Linked DNA regions of Mus musculus: regions 1 and 2 are each linked to region 3. A link is a contact called in public Hi-C and promoter capture Hi-C data. All regions are on one chromosome and are shown on one strand. Each heading gives the region's core, a stretch centred on a gene start, on an enhancer-like site or on the middle of the called end of the contact. The rest is flanking DNA. Distances are from core to core; before and after follow the strand shown.

What was found. Promoter capture Hi-C pulls out the DNA fragments that hold promoters and counts their contacts. Hi-C and Micro-C count contacts between places; a contact is called where the count stands out from the background.
Region 1: a Hi-C map of cortical neurons shows a contact between it and region 3, with 2.3 times the contacts expected there. The contact joins the enhancer-like site here to the promoter of Chchd3 in region 3. A contact is called at or near these places in 9 of 39 promoter capture datasets (the 3T3-L1 cell line, 3T3-L1-derived adipocytes, the C10 cell line and 5 more), 3 of 484 Hi-C or Micro-C datasets (the C10 cell line, bone marrow-derived macrophages and cortical neurons), 6 of 115 datasets of contacts at active chromatin or transcription factors (the SCID.adh cell line, T-cell acute lymphoblastic leukemia, bone marrow-derived macrophages and 3 more) and 3 of 9 other capture datasets (adipose tissue, embryonic stem cells and liver).
Region 2: a promoter capture Hi-C map of hippocampal neurons shows a contact between it and region 3, with 3 times the contacts expected there. The contact joins the enhancer-like site here to the promoter of Chchd3 in region 3. A contact is called at or near these places in 3 of 39 promoter capture datasets (the 3T3-L1 cell line, the C10 cell line and hippocampal neurons) and 1 of 484 Hi-C or Micro-C datasets (the N1E-115 cell line).

What each region holds. Positions count from the first base shown.
Region 1 is chr6:33,928,480-33,933,310 of GRCm38.p6, reverse strand. The region is part of intron 17 of Exoc4 (exocyst complex component 4); the gene reads right to left. Among named protein-coding and RNA genes, the nearest start is that of Gm13853, 62 kb to the left of the region's middle. Within about 2 kb of position 3,385, at least 48 of the 459 cell types and tissues checked have an H3K27ac peak or open chromatin away from gene starts, as enhancers often do. A contact at or near this core is called in the SCID.adh cell line, T-cell acute lymphoblastic leukemia and cortical neurons, where this site is marked.
Region 2 is chr6:33,679,032-33,683,938 of GRCm38.p6, reverse strand. The region is part of intron 10 of Exoc4 (exocyst complex component 4); the gene reads right to left. Among named protein-coding and RNA genes, the nearest start is that of Gm38785, 240 kb to the right of the region's middle. Within about 2 kb of position 1,513, at least 64 of the 459 cell types and tissues checked have an H3K27ac peak or open chromatin away from gene starts, as enhancers often do. A contact at or near this core is called in the N1E-115 cell line and hippocampal neurons, where this site is marked.
Region 3 is chr6:33,056,845-33,061,585 of GRCm38.p6, reverse strand. It overlaps Chchd3 (coiled-coil-helix-coiled-coil-helix domain containing 3), which reads left to right and starts at 1,326. Exons shown (of 8, transcript NM_025336.2): 1 at 1,326-1,586. The coding sequence starts at 1,506.

The DNA of each region.
Region 1 (4,831 bases), core at 2,136-4,635, 870 kb before region 3:
TAAGGGCCAGAGGATGTCTGCTGAGAGGCTGTCTTCTGTATAGGACAGAAAAGCTGCACCCTTAATATATCAACAATATGGAGCCTAAACAAGACCTGAACACCAGTTGATATGTGATGCAGACTGGGGAGACATCACAAGGACTCCACCCCTAGATCTTCAGGCAATTAGTGACTGCTGGGATAGGGAGAATTAGCCTTCCCCAGGAACCAGCCCCATAATTGGTTCTTTAACACCAAGAAGTCAGCTCTAAAAATATATACACATGAGCAACATTGAATGGACTCAGACGGTTTGTATATGCTTGGCCCAGGGAGTGGAACTGTTAGGAGGTGGAGCCTTGTTGGAGTAGGTGTGCCACTGTGGGAGTGGGCTCTAATATCCTTGTCCTAGCTGCCTGGAAGCCAGTCTTCTGCTAGTTGCCTTCAGAACAAGAGGTAGAACTCTCAGCTTCTCTAGCCTTATGTCTGCCTGGATGCTGCTATGTTCCTGCCTTGATGATAATGGACAGAACCTCTCTGAACCTGTATGCCATCCCCAATTAAATGTCATCCTTGTAAGAGTTGTCTTGGTCATGCTTTCTGTTCACAGCAGTAAAACCCTAACTAAGACAGTTACATTTATACACTTATATGCATACATACATACTACAGGAATAATTAATGAAAAATATTTAGCCTGCAGAAATCTACAGAAATAAGTGGGACAAATAAAACTAGAAAAAATAAAGGAAAAGAATATATTCATATTTTAAGAACTTAATTGAAAATGATGCTATATAAAAGATAGATCCTATATTTACCAAATGATAGCTTTATCTTCACATGTTGAAGTCCAGTGATCTATACGTGATCCTATATCTATTATTTTATGAACTGGGAATTTATTTAACCTCTTAAATATTTTCCATTTTATTCACAACATGTGACTGTAACATCTACACACAATTTCAAAGAACCAACGTGGAGAAAGCATTTGCTACAGTGCATATATCAAGCTCAGCTATAAGCATGCTCATTTTTACCATAGTAGTACATTTTCATTAGCATACATGGACAATTTACACCAAATCTATTTTGGAGCTACCCTTGTTTTAGAGAAAACAATTTATTCCCACAGGACTATAAGGCTAGGTATAAAAATAATTTCTTGGCAAACTATTTGTATTTATTGATGGATGTTCTCTAAACACATGTAAATTCGTGTATACTAAACATACTTTCAAGTCTAGACCATGTTTATAAATACTTTCAATTTATATAAGCCTATTACAAAGAGAAGAGAAAATAAACTACATAATAAACTATAGATACCCAGAAATGAAACTAAATACAATCCTGGTGACTAGTTATAAGACATTTATGATTATGTGGGGAGGGAGAATGTGCTAATAAAAATGAGTCATAAAACATTAAAATATAGGAAAATGTGAAAATTAAGCACATAAAACATCAATTTCAGAATATAGAAAATTAGAAAGCTCTAGCTTACAAAGACACATTAGGGAAGACTTGAGAGCAAAGCCATTTTGCTCACCATGCCATGTGGCTTCCTTTCAGCATCTGGGTTTGGTCTTTTCAGATTAGGAAAGGGGGAAAGCAATGCAGAGGAATGCAGAAGGTACTCTGTGTGTGTGTGTGTGTGTGTGTGTGTATGTGTGGTCAGGCTTGGGAAAATTTGTCCTTTACTTTGAGGAAGCCAGTCATATGAACCTGAGATGAGATAAACTTAACCATGTGGCAGGCCTCAGACTAGTTTAAACAGAATAGCTGAGTTATCAGCTAGCAGAAACAAGCCAAAGGGTCTAGGCATTTATTCATATATAAGAAGTCTCAGAGTCTTTATTTTGGGGAACTAGGGTGTGGGTGGGCTTCAGAACCACCTTGGGCCTCAGTCCTCAGGTGTCTCTAACTTCCTTTTGGACAGATGGAGCTTATTAAGTGAGGGGGATTGGACTTAGCCTCAGGAATTTACCTATCTCCTCTTCCCCAGTGCTGGGATTACAAGTGTGGGCTACCACACTCAGCTATTTTTATACGGGTTCTGGGGACTGAGCTCAGGTACTCCTGCCTCAGCCACTTATTGGATGAGCTGTCTCATTGGTCTGTGTTTCTGAATTTTAAACATGTTAGTTTCAACACTAAACTTTTATTTATAAAACAAGAAGGGGGTCAGCTTCCAGCTTCCAATTTTTCAGTAAGAATTCTACTAAAATCAATAAGTGATAGTTCTTGGAATTTTTACATAGAACAATGTAACCCAGTCCTTTCAGGCAGAAGAACAGCCTCACACGGAAGGCTAACTTAATTTCTTAAGCACGAGACCAAAGAGGCACCGAAGGATACATAAAGACAATCTGATGGGAGATCTTGGGCAAGTTATTTCTCATTTCTATTCCCTGGGATCTTCATTGCATAATAGCATCTGCCATCTATGGTATTCTCTGAGCAATGCCAGTGCCAGCAAATAAGCAACAGTGAACAGATCCATTGTCTGCCAGGAATTGGGAGGAACCCCAAGTTAGAAACTGACTGTATGCTATCACGACAAGAAGGAAATCTTATTTAACTAAGGCCTTCACACGTGAGGCATGTCTCGGAGAACTCAGACCTTAATTAGAGGCAGGCATTTTTCTGGGGAGATTATGAGTTCTCATTGTTTTCAGGCGCTCTGGAGGCTATGCAGGCTGGTGAGGCATGCTCACCTGCATCCAAAAAGCCCCAATTAAACCATTAATTAGAGACCAATTAGTTTCTGCAATGTATGAGATCTACTCTAAGTATAATAAACTTAAGAGAGGCAAGACCAGAAGAAAACGGTATAGGCAGAAATGGGTAGCAAAGTCAAAAGAAGGTTAAATTCAAGAAAAGTAACATTATTTAAATAATGTAATAGACGGTCCTTAAGAAAACACTCTTGGATATCAAATTATACTCATTTTTGTTTTATCACTGACTTTTATTAACAGGTACCTTTTTTTTATATCAGGCAGTAAAAGCTATAAAACCCATCACTTGCCTGTTTTTCCTGGCTGCCAGGAGTCAGAGCTAGCTTTATTATCACCGCTGAATTAAAGCTCCTTCTCAGAGCTTCTAGAGGTCATCATTATTAAAAGAATGTTTGGCAGAAGACTGGCCTCATGTGACCACAAATCCAAACAGAAACTGGTCAGATGAAGCCCTTTAAAGCGAAGCTTGCAAAAAAGGTTGGGATTGGAAGGGCAGACATGACTGGTGGCAGGATAAAGCTGGTTTCAAAATGACTGCGGAAACAGATGCAGGGAATATTTTGTTTCTGGCCGAGCAAAGGAGTCTGCAAGGGGAAGCAGTCAGTGTTCAGCCCAGGCACTGAAGTCTTCAGTCACAGGTCTGTCCTGACAGCTGTGGGTGCTTCCAGTAGGTGGCAGCACGGCATCGCTAATCCTATAGCAAGCTATGCCCCGGTCACTCCAGGAAAACTTAACCTTTTTGCAAAAAACCAAAACAATGTCCCTCTGCAATAAGCCTGTAGAAGATAAGTATACACAACAGCCCCCAAGGGAGGAATTCGACATTCTCAGTCATGGCCGAGGGCATTCCTAGACTTAGCAAAGTACAAAGGTCAAGGATGAAGCAGGGGTCCCACTTAGCACGTTTAGTTTCTGGGCTGGGCTCCTGGTACCTCGAGGAAGAATCTGGGTAGGCGAGCTCACGTGGGATGTGGGTGACTTAAAAAGAGACATGGCTTTCATTCATCCTGAAGGAGGCTGATCTGTGCACTGACAGGGGAAGTAGCATTTCTACTCAGGTAGCAGCATGGCTGTGTGCTCTGTGCTCTGCTGGCTTTATGCATCACCATCTTACTGCCCTTGGCCTATGGACCCTTCCTTTCCGAGGTTGGATGGCTCCATGCTGACGCTTCCCCAGGTCTGTTTGTTTACTCCCACCCTTTCTGTTAAGCTTCCTGTTGTGTCTTAGACACATCTGCTCTGAAGTCCCACAGGCATCTTACACATATCCTCACACTGTAGCCCAGTCCTCCCCGTTCCCCTACCTTACTTGCTGATTCTGTGTGTAGATGCTCCAGGGTCATCCTTAACTCCCGTTCCTCTGCCTCTGACATTCAACCATTACTTAAGTTGAGCTGGTTTTTAAACTCCGTCTTACTTCCCATATCTGTTTTTATTCCTGCTAGCTCTGAGCAGAATCATGACCACACCTTCAGCAATCACTTTACAACTGAGAACATTTACAACTGAGGTCCTACTCAGTTGGGGCTACTGCAGTGAATGCTATAAAAAGAGCCCTTGCCTATGGAGGTCCCATTCTATTGTGGGTAGACAAGGTGAACAATCAGATATAAAATAGGTTAGGTATATGATAACAGGAGATAAGTGAGGGCAAGGGAAATGATGAAGGGGATGTTTCGAGTTATAGGCAAGAAAGTGGCACCCACAGCTTACCACAGGGGATCTCACTTCCCCCAGACCTCATCTTTCAGGGTCCCTCACTTTCTGCTTGAATGGCTCTTCCCCAACTCTGGATAAATCCACTTAGTATTTAAATTATGCATCACTTCCTTACAAATTCTTCCTTGATTGTTCACCTCTCAGGATGATTAGGGAAATGTGAAAATGCGTAGGATATTTCCTTGACAAAGTTCTCTATTAATGTGGTATAAAACTTGAGCTACTCATTTTCTATGACAAATCATTTGGGACTTTTAAAGCTTTAAAGCTCAACATAAAAAAAACTTACTGCAATATAATTCAGCTACCATACAATTTCCATATTTGAAGTATAGAGTTCAAGATCATTTAATATATCCAGAGTTGTACAGCCATCTGCAAAAT
Region 2 (4,907 bases), core at 264-2,763, 620 kb before region 3:
TTACAAAGATAAATTTTCCTCAGAGCTAGGCATGAAGGCACACACACACCTGCAGTAAGGAGGCTGAAGCAGGAGGATTGTAAGTTACAGATCTAACATAGGAAGACTGTTTAAAAACCACAGTAGTTACCACACACCCCAAAAGTGATCATAGCGAGGCCAGAGAAGGGCAGGAGAGTCTAAGTGCTGTGACGGGGACTCCCCTGAGGGATGGAAAGGACCAGGAGGTGGAGCCAAGGAAGCTGAGGAAGGTGATCAAAGCTGTTTGGTTTGTAATTTCTCCACCTCAACCGAAGGCTGTAGGGGAAGCAGGAGTCTTCTACAGAGCCCTGGTACAATTCTAAACAAATGTCAAACTCATGTCATGCATCATAACATAGTCCCCTTGCTACAAGTTCTCCAGGTGACAGAGTCACAGACACAAGCTCAGGTAGGAGAGGAGTGACAGAGGGGAATCAGTGCAACAGCTCTTGGCAAGCAAGCCTGGCTCTCTAGGCCTCTGCTCCCCTTGCCACACCATAGCATCCCTATCCACAATAACATGTGAATTACCTGCCTCAAGAGCAGTTTGACACATCAATCCCTACACCTTAAGAAAAAGTCTAAGTTAACGAGATGATGTAAATCAGACTGCCCTGGACCCAAACACAGGTATTATCACTCACTTCTGATCAACAAACATGGAGGGAGGGAGGAAGGAAGGGGCACGTGGGGAAGGTGATAAGAGTTCTATCTTTTTTTTTTGTCTTTTGCCAGTGGGCTCTTCTATGCTTTAGACATAGCAGGTGCACAATAAATACTTCCATATCATATTCTTTTCATCTCAATATTTCCTGTGTATTTACCAAGATCGAATTCTCTTTTACATTTTTTTCCTGAAAGAAATATGCATGTGGCAGATGTTTAACAGCTATATATCAACAGTGAATGAAATGATGTAAGTACATAATTTGGTTATAAAGTTTATAAAGTGCTTTAAGCTGACAGAAATCATGCATATGTAGACTGTAAATGGACATAAAACATAAAATATCTCTGTAACAAAACTATCCTTTTTTTTTCCCCTTCTTGATTCATCACTCTCAGAGGAGGGGCTCCCTTGGTATTTCCTCCTCTATAAGGTAGTTGGCACCGTACCATGCAACAAGAAGACGAAGGGTGTCTCTGTTTAGAGGACACAAATGCCCAGGCAGGTCAAAATGGAGACTTGACTTCCTGTCCTAGGAAATACAGTTCACCCAAATGTGTTCATAAGTGGGCTGCCATCCATGACAACTGTACCCAGAGACCAATGCTCAACAGCGGCACACAACGGCTAGCAACTAGGAGATTTTGATTTAGTTCATAGTTTTGTAAAAGGTAGAATGAAATTTCCAGAGTGATCGGGATGCTGCTTTCTGGGGGAAGTCTCCCTCTTGCCTTCCCCTGGAGCTTGGGTATAGGACGTGTCATGGTGCTTCTGAGTGGGCTCCTGCTAGTGGTGCAGAAGCTGGTGACAGAAACAGGTAGGGACAATGGCACAGCTGCTAATGGGGACATTTAAATCAGCTCCTATTCTTCCCCTGCCATCATGCAAAGCCCCTTTACTGCTCTAAAACAAATACAGCTTAATTCTATTTCCTGCCTGCCTTTGTATAATTTTGACATGTCCTCAGTCAAACACGACCCAGTCCTTCAATCAGGCCCTATTTTTCTAGAGATGAGGAAACAAGAGGAAGCGAAAGCAATTATTGAAAACTCATAAGCAGCAGCTTTAGCCTAATTACCTTGACTTTCCTTTTTAATTTTTCTATCGATTGTCTCCTGCTAATATGTGAGTATTGACTGAGCTGGTGGAGCCTGGAGCAGCCACGATAAGAGCAGATGCCACGGGGAAGCAGGATGTAATTAGGAGGCCCTGCACTCCGCTTTGGAATCACACATGCACAGGCAAGGCTCTGGTTGGTCCCTCTTAAGCAGGGAAGCAGCTTCCTTCAGCATGGCTGCTGTCTGCTGTGTCTTTGCCACCAGAGGGCAGCTGGGAAAAGGAAAAACTACTCCATGTTCTTTGTCCCTCTTTTGAGTTTAAAATAATGTGTTTCTCATATTTCTCCACACATTATCTACCAAAACTCCCTGGTCTATATAACTCCAAGAAGATGAGGTGGCACTGTTTTGAGTGGCAAAAAGTATCCCCCCCCCTTTTTTTTTTCAAATGCTACTGGATCAAGCCTCATCTTAAACAACCAAGTAACCCTGGGTGGTTTATCTGAATATTCATGTACCATTGACAACCGCTCACAACTCTGGGCTTTTTTTTTGCTTGGAGAAAAACAAAAGTTTCTTAACAAAAGTTTCTTGCTTTAGTGTATACAATTTGTTTTTAAATTATATCTGTAAGGTAGTGTAAACATGTTTTAAAATATATCTAAGTTTTCTCTAGCAGTAATAATACTTTGTCATCTTAAATTGCTATCACAGTATGTGTGGCTCACTATGAGAAAACACAGTTTAATAAAGCTGTATGCTAGGTTTTATAGGGATCAAGATGACCCCAGTGAACCAAGGTGTCATGTTTGGTCCTGTTTTATTTTATCTTCTTTAGAAACCCTGGGAAGCAACCAAGTAGTAACAATTAGCAATGCTTAATGGACTTTGAATACAGCTGCGAAAACTGTTAATTAAGCAAAATGTAAGCATGGGTGAAACTCTATAGGAATGGAAAGAAAAATATGAATGAAAAAACGCTAGGCAGAAACATGAAGAAAAGTGGAAGGCTAAAGACAGACACAGCATAGACAGAGCTGGGAAATGAGAGTCTTGAAATGTTAACACAGCCACAGGAATGACACAGGAATGACCAAGGTGCATCCATTATGAAGTGACAGTTATACACACAGTATGGACATTTAGTAAATAATAAACTCATTTATATTAAAATAACCTCACGATACCTGAGGGAATCAATGTAGTCCCCAAGTCACAGGCATAAGGATATCACCCATCAGATCAGCAATCACAATTCACTAGACGGTACTGAGAAACAAACTCAGCCTACAGTGTGAATAACTGATTAGAACTGCATCAAATAATGCCATAGGTGTTCATGATACAGATTTCAAATTGGATTTATTGAAATGATGTTTGAAGTAGCTGGCATAATACTTAAGGTTCAAAAGCTGGAGAACATCCTAGGACTTTACATGACTAGATCTGGAAGTATAATATTGTGCTCTGCACAAGACTTGATTAGCATATTAGTGTTCCTTCTAAGTAGTCCAGGAAACTATTCTAGGATGGCACAATGTCCCAGATGGCGGATGCAAAGGCAGGTATAATTTGGGCTTTCTTTTTTTTTTAAGGATTTATTTATTTATTATATGTAAGTACACTGTTGCTGTCTTCAGACACTCCAGAGAGGGCGTCAGATCTCATTACAGATGGTTGTGAGCCACCATGTGGTTGCTGGGATTTGAACTCAGGACCTTAGGAAGAGCAGTCAGTGCTCTTAACCGCTGAGCCATCTCTCCAGTCCATTGGGCTTTCTTTTTACAAAGGTCTAATGTAGAAAAACAAGTCACTATGATAGGATGTGATATGAACCACAATTATATAAGAACAAAATGTAGAGACAGCTAAAGAAAGAAAGTCATGTTGGATGTGTCTTAATGAATAATTGAAAAGGCTGCCAGGAGAGAAGGAAAGTTGTAGCAGTGAGTACAGAGCCTGGGAAGTTTAGGTTCACTGAGTCCTCACAAAGGGAAAGAGAGAGACGAGCCAGTGCTGATAAGAGTAGACCTGTCATGGTTCCCAGTTGGGTAGGACTATTGATTGCTTTCTTGCCTTGGCAGCTTACATAGCACCTTCTGGTACTATGAGAGTCAGTCCTTAGGAGGCAGGACTGTAGGTCAGTTCCAGCTCTATCTTTACCTGCCTATATCCCTAGTCTGTGGTATCTACAGCAATAAGGACTTACTTAAGTCTTTAAGTCTTTAAGTCTTGGGAGACAACCAAGGGTGATGGCAATAGTCTGTATTAATGGGGTTTCACTTGAACTTTGTCGACCAACAACTGGCACTCACATTTTTCTTAGAGAGTCTATGGCTCTTGAGGGAGCATTATCACTCTGTATGGTATGACTTCATTAAAAAATGCATGTTGTGTTTACTAACTTTTAAGTAAACTTATAAATGTTTCCCTATGTGTTTTTCAAACACACCTTAAATATTATCTATTCTTCCTTTCTCACTCTCTATTGCTCCCCTCTCCTACTCCAGTTAGGAGTAGCACTCTCATCATTGTTCCCATTTCTTCCCTTATAGCAAGGGGAAGATTGCCCCAATGGTTTAATAGTGGTACAGCTATCTTGAAAGTAACCAACAGCTGTCTGATTGGACTTAAAGCCTAATCAAGAGGAGTAAATTCTAAATCCTGGTAATATAAACTTAACCAACCACCCATGGTTGGAGAGGTCAAAAAACCCTAGAGAAGAATCTACTATAGCCACTGTCCTAAATCAATAAAATGTACAATTGTATTCTAAATACTTAAAACAACAGGTGAGTGTTGTTTTCACCAAAGAAGCTTCTTTTTGCAGCATGTGCAAGCACTTGGTCAAAATGCAGAAAATAAGTGGCTGTGAAGATAGGGTGTCCAGGTCTAACTGATATATTTGCATTGCAACCCCCACACCTATGACTCAGGGAACATTACAGAATACAGGGCAGACAGATTGTAAGGACCAGAGGCCCATGACACCTGCTCCTACATAGTGTCATCTAGATATGATGGAGGAGCTATACCCACGAAATCTCAACAATATGGTTACCTAAATAAGACTTGAATAAGGCCACCTCTAGGTGACAACAAGCCAACGACGATTTCGCAGGGTCAAGCCCCTAAATGTAGAGTTACAGGCAACAGCTGGC
Region 3 (4,741 bases), core at 77-2,576:
AACGACACAATGAGATGAAGGGCACTGCTGCTATATGCTGGGATATAGCAGCGGGAGGGACATAGTGTCTTGCGCTACAGATTCTGACATGCTGACAAATAACTGAAGCTCAAAAATATTTCTTCAACATTGTGGATCCCTTTGGCCTAGGAGGATGCCATGGTATGCTGTATTCTCTGTCTTTTAATGTTGAGAAGGGCAAATTGAAAAAGGTATTTTTGTTCAGCTAGTTCTGTCCCCTCCCCTCCCATCCCCCTTCTGCCCCACTCTTCTTCTTCCCTCTTGTTTTTTCTCCTCCTTCACATAGCTCAGGCCTGGGGCATTGCATAGACAACTGAGCTACATCAGTAGTCCCATCCATCTAATTTCTAAATGAAAGGGTATTTCTCTGGCTCCATAAATCTAAGATCATACTGTACTTTTAGCAACAGTGTTTGACAGCAAACAAACAAACAAACAAACAAAAAAGCAAAACAAAAAAACCCTAAAATCAACCAAATAACCAAATAACAACAAAACTGAAACTGTGTGTGTGGTTATCCTAACATTTTTAGACTTCTTGGAGGTAAAGTACCAAGCTAGAAACTTTCCAAAACAGATCATCTCTACTTTGTCTAACGCTGCTATAACTCCTCCATGAACGGACCATTTTCCTCTGTCTAATCATCCTGTGATCTAACTTATGTAAGTGAATAAGAGACACAAACACGAGAAGCAGTGTTCTGTCTGTATCTTTGTGTAAATAATTTTTCCTGTGCATTTTTGCATGTAGATTTGAAAGCCCTACATTAAAAGTTGCATTTCATACAGACTGACAAATACCAAAGTCATAAGATAGGAACATAGGCATATGTAGTCTCGGCCCCTTTAAAAGACTAAGTGGCAAAATGCTAAGTTTAGTTGTTACAGGTTTGTGAATTGGAATATACAAGTTGTTTGTTTAGGGGAGTGCATCTTCCATATCTAGCTTTGAGAGCCTGTATTTACCTAACTTACCTAAGGTTCTAGAGTCAACTGCAAAACAAGCTGGTTGGGTGAACCAACTTTTTTGAAAGTAGACCAGAAGGAGGCCTTCAGGGCTGTCAAGACTACAACTCCCAGAATGCTCGGTTCACTTTACAGTTTAGGGAGTGAGACCTGTCACAGCACCTATCGCTCCGGATCGAGACTACAATTCCCATTATTCTCAGAGGCTCCGGAAGCCCTATTAAGCACCACCTGTTGCCATAGCATCCGGGTCCAATCCAGCCAATCCTAGTGCACCTTCTGATAAGAGGCGGGCAGTTTGCTTCTCGGGCTAACCCGAAGCGGCCTACTTCTGGCACGTGACCGGAGGAGGCGGGCTTTTGGGACCGGCGCCTTCTCCTTGCTTCTTTTTTGGGGTCGTGGCCTTGCTCCTGCCCTGCAAGAGAAGCGTCCAGGGCTTTCACGCGCAAGTGTGCGCGTGGGTCCTGACGTGCTCGTAGGTCCACGCTCCAGACTCTGCGGGGACAGAAGCAGGAGCCATGGGCGGGACCGCTAGCACCCGCCGGGTCACCTTCGAGGCGGACGAGAACGAGAACATCACCGTGGTGAAGGGCATCCGGGTGAGTGCCGTGGGCGGGCGGAGGGCAGCCTTTGACCTCGGATCCCAACGCTGAAATGTGCCTGGGACAGCTGCACCTGCTTTCTCCGCTCTCGGCCCGCCCTGCTGTCCCGCTAGAAGTCTGGGTCTCTGGGAAGAAGCTCGTAGTTTCAAGACTCCGAACCTCCATTCAGAGAAAGTTCTTGGTTGTGTGCCAGGAGCCATGCACTGTGCCGGGGTGGTGGTGCCGGGTCACCACGGTCGTCCTTGCTCACTAGTTGCAGGACTTTATTAAAACTCTTGCTTCACTGTGCTGGTCCGTGTGCCTCCTGTACAGGACCCAAGCCCTTCTTTTCCACGCACAGTTCTTTCTCAGAGTGAATTGGTGTTTTAAGGATTACTCTTCTTTGCCTCTGTTATTCCCTGCCCCTCTTCTGGTATTACCATTCAAGTCATTCCTGACCCTGCTGCTAATTTCTGGCTTCTGGCTCTTTCCCTTCCACCTGATAATTTCGTTTTCCCAGGCGCCTCCCCTGTGGTTTGTTGGCCCAAGTTATGAACCTGACCCAGTTGGACTATACAGGCCTATAACTGCCAGCCTGCTAGGGGCGGAGGTCGGTTTGCAGGCCTTCAAGGTTGTAGAACTGAGACAACTTCTAAGGGATCGTTATAGAGACTTATTAAATGCCCTCTGCATGTACTTGATACATGAACTGAAAACTTGAATTTCCTCTAGGGCGTTAGTATACACACTAACAACTTTAATATTCTCCTTTGCCTCGACTTTGGAGCTTCATGCTTTGGGAAGTACACTTACTTGTATCTAGTAAATAGAGCACTATGACTTCAGAAGGTTTTAGAGTACTTTATATTTTCTGTCTACTGCTTTTACACAACTACTCTTAATTAACTATGTAAGAGTTACAAGGAAATAAAAACTTAAAAACATTTCAACTGCTTGAAAACTTTTTCCTTTGAAATTTGTTACTTTGAAAAGAACTTATTAAAGTTTTATTGATTAGAAACCCCAGACTGTTGAACTGAGTTTTTGAGTCTGTGACCAGCAATTCTCACTCTACTAGTGATAGAGCCCTTTGCCTGCTGTGGTTTAGTTGGTAGTTTTTGTAGTAAGATAAGAATTACTGCATACTTGAGTTTTGTACAGAGGTGGAGGGAAAAAAAAAAACCAAAAAAGAAAGGAAAAGAAAGTCGATAAAAGGCTTAGAATGTTGAAAACTTAAAAAAAAAAAAAAAAAAAGGAAAGTAAATTTCAGATGAAAAAACTGTTTAGAACAATGCATTAAGTCTTTCTCCTCATGTTTCATCACAGACAGGCCAGTGACACAAACTGTATGAGTTTGGGCACAGCATAGAGATTTAGATACAATATCAGATAGGGTAGAGTGATAGGCAGGGCAACAGGGATATGTATTCCATTCAAGTGATAAGATTGTTTTAAAGAGCTTCTGTAAACTTTAAAAACAAAACAAAACAAGAAAAACCCAACTATGTCTTTCAGCCATACAACTTGACATAAATTTCCTTTTTCAGATACATTTTATTTCTGTTGTTACAGTCCTGGCCCAGGCAGGCTTATTTTGATTTGTACGCAGCTCTTCTTCAAACACCCTTGGCAAGGTTCTCCTCTGCTTCTGGTCTTTTCAAGGATTGCCTGTAATCTTCTCCAGCGTTCTCTCCTTCAGTTTTCTTGTTCTTCAGACTGGTAGAGCTGCGTACATCTCTCGGATCTCTATTGTTTTCTAGCTCACAAGTCTCGTGGGCTTCTTGACACGGTCAGATTGTTATTTTTTTATTTTTTATTTTTTGTTTTTGTTTTTGTTTTTGAACAAAATATAGCTTTTTTGCAGCTTTTCTCAAAACTGGTATGTTGTTGAATTGGGAGGACTTGGAGCCATTTTGGGTTCCTTGAGGTCATGGACAGGAGAAAGCCAACTTGGAATTAAGCTGACATTTTTAATTAGCCTGTGGCTCTGGACAAGTCGCTTCTCTGATGCACACCCTTATTCCTAAAGTGGAATGTTATCACTTTCTTTGGTTAGGATTAGAGGATAAGGTATGTAAACACCTGTTGATTATCATCATTATTATTAATTATTATTTGAGGTGCTGGGAATTAAACTTAGGCCCTCCCATGTGCTAGACAAGCACTGTACCACTGATCTATATATTTCCAAGCTGCTTTGTAGATTTATAAATAAGCGGTCATCATTATGGTAGGGTTCCTTTCACATTTAAAATTACAAAGTTCTTTGAAAGAGCATTGGAATCAAACAAATCTGGGTTCAGATCTTTGTAGGATTTAGTATAGCTTATGGCATGGACAAGTTATCTTTGATTGCATTTCCCTCTCTGGAGTTTCACTGTAACTGCATATTAATGTGTGTGTCTCCTGTGTGTGTGTGTGTGTGTGTGTGTGTGTGTGTGTGTGTGTGTGTGTACACATAGTCCGCTAAAGCTTCAACCCAAAATAACTAAACAGGAGAGCATGTTATACTCCAGTGAGAGACCCGCACAGGGTAGACTGAGCGCTGAGATCATCCATTCCGTCTGAGCCTTGTAAACGTCTCATAGCTGCCCTTGATGCTTTTCTTGGCTTTGCTTTTAGGCACGACAGCAGTATTCTTAGCGTGAAAGCAAGGCTTTGTCTTCAGGCAGTTGCTAAAACATGGACAGGTGAGGCCCAAACTTCAGTTTTGGATTTTATGGCTTAATGAAACTTGGCTGAAGAAGCGTTTTCCAATTTTGATCAATTTTATAATGTTTAGGGTTCCGTTTCATTGACGAGGATAGTAATTTCATCTTCAGTTATCCTAATAAGAATGAATAGCATTTAGTGAGCAACAGAAAACTCACTAAGTACGCTGAGTTTATTGATAGATCATGAGTATCCATATTTTCCTTGCTGAGGTGCTTATGGCTTGTACTCAAAGGGCCTACAACTTGAAACAGTGTCAAGTTTCAAGTTTCTTCTTGTTGGCAGGCACTACTTTTTTATGGTATTATATATGCTCTTTTTCCCTTATTCTGAGCTGTTGCTAGTGTTTTTTTTTTTTTTTTGCCCTCTGTAAAACAGCTTGTATTCTTAATACCTGATTTCAATTTTGCATATGGAACTACTCATATGAACTGAATGAAGAATTGCCCTCTTGCCTTGCA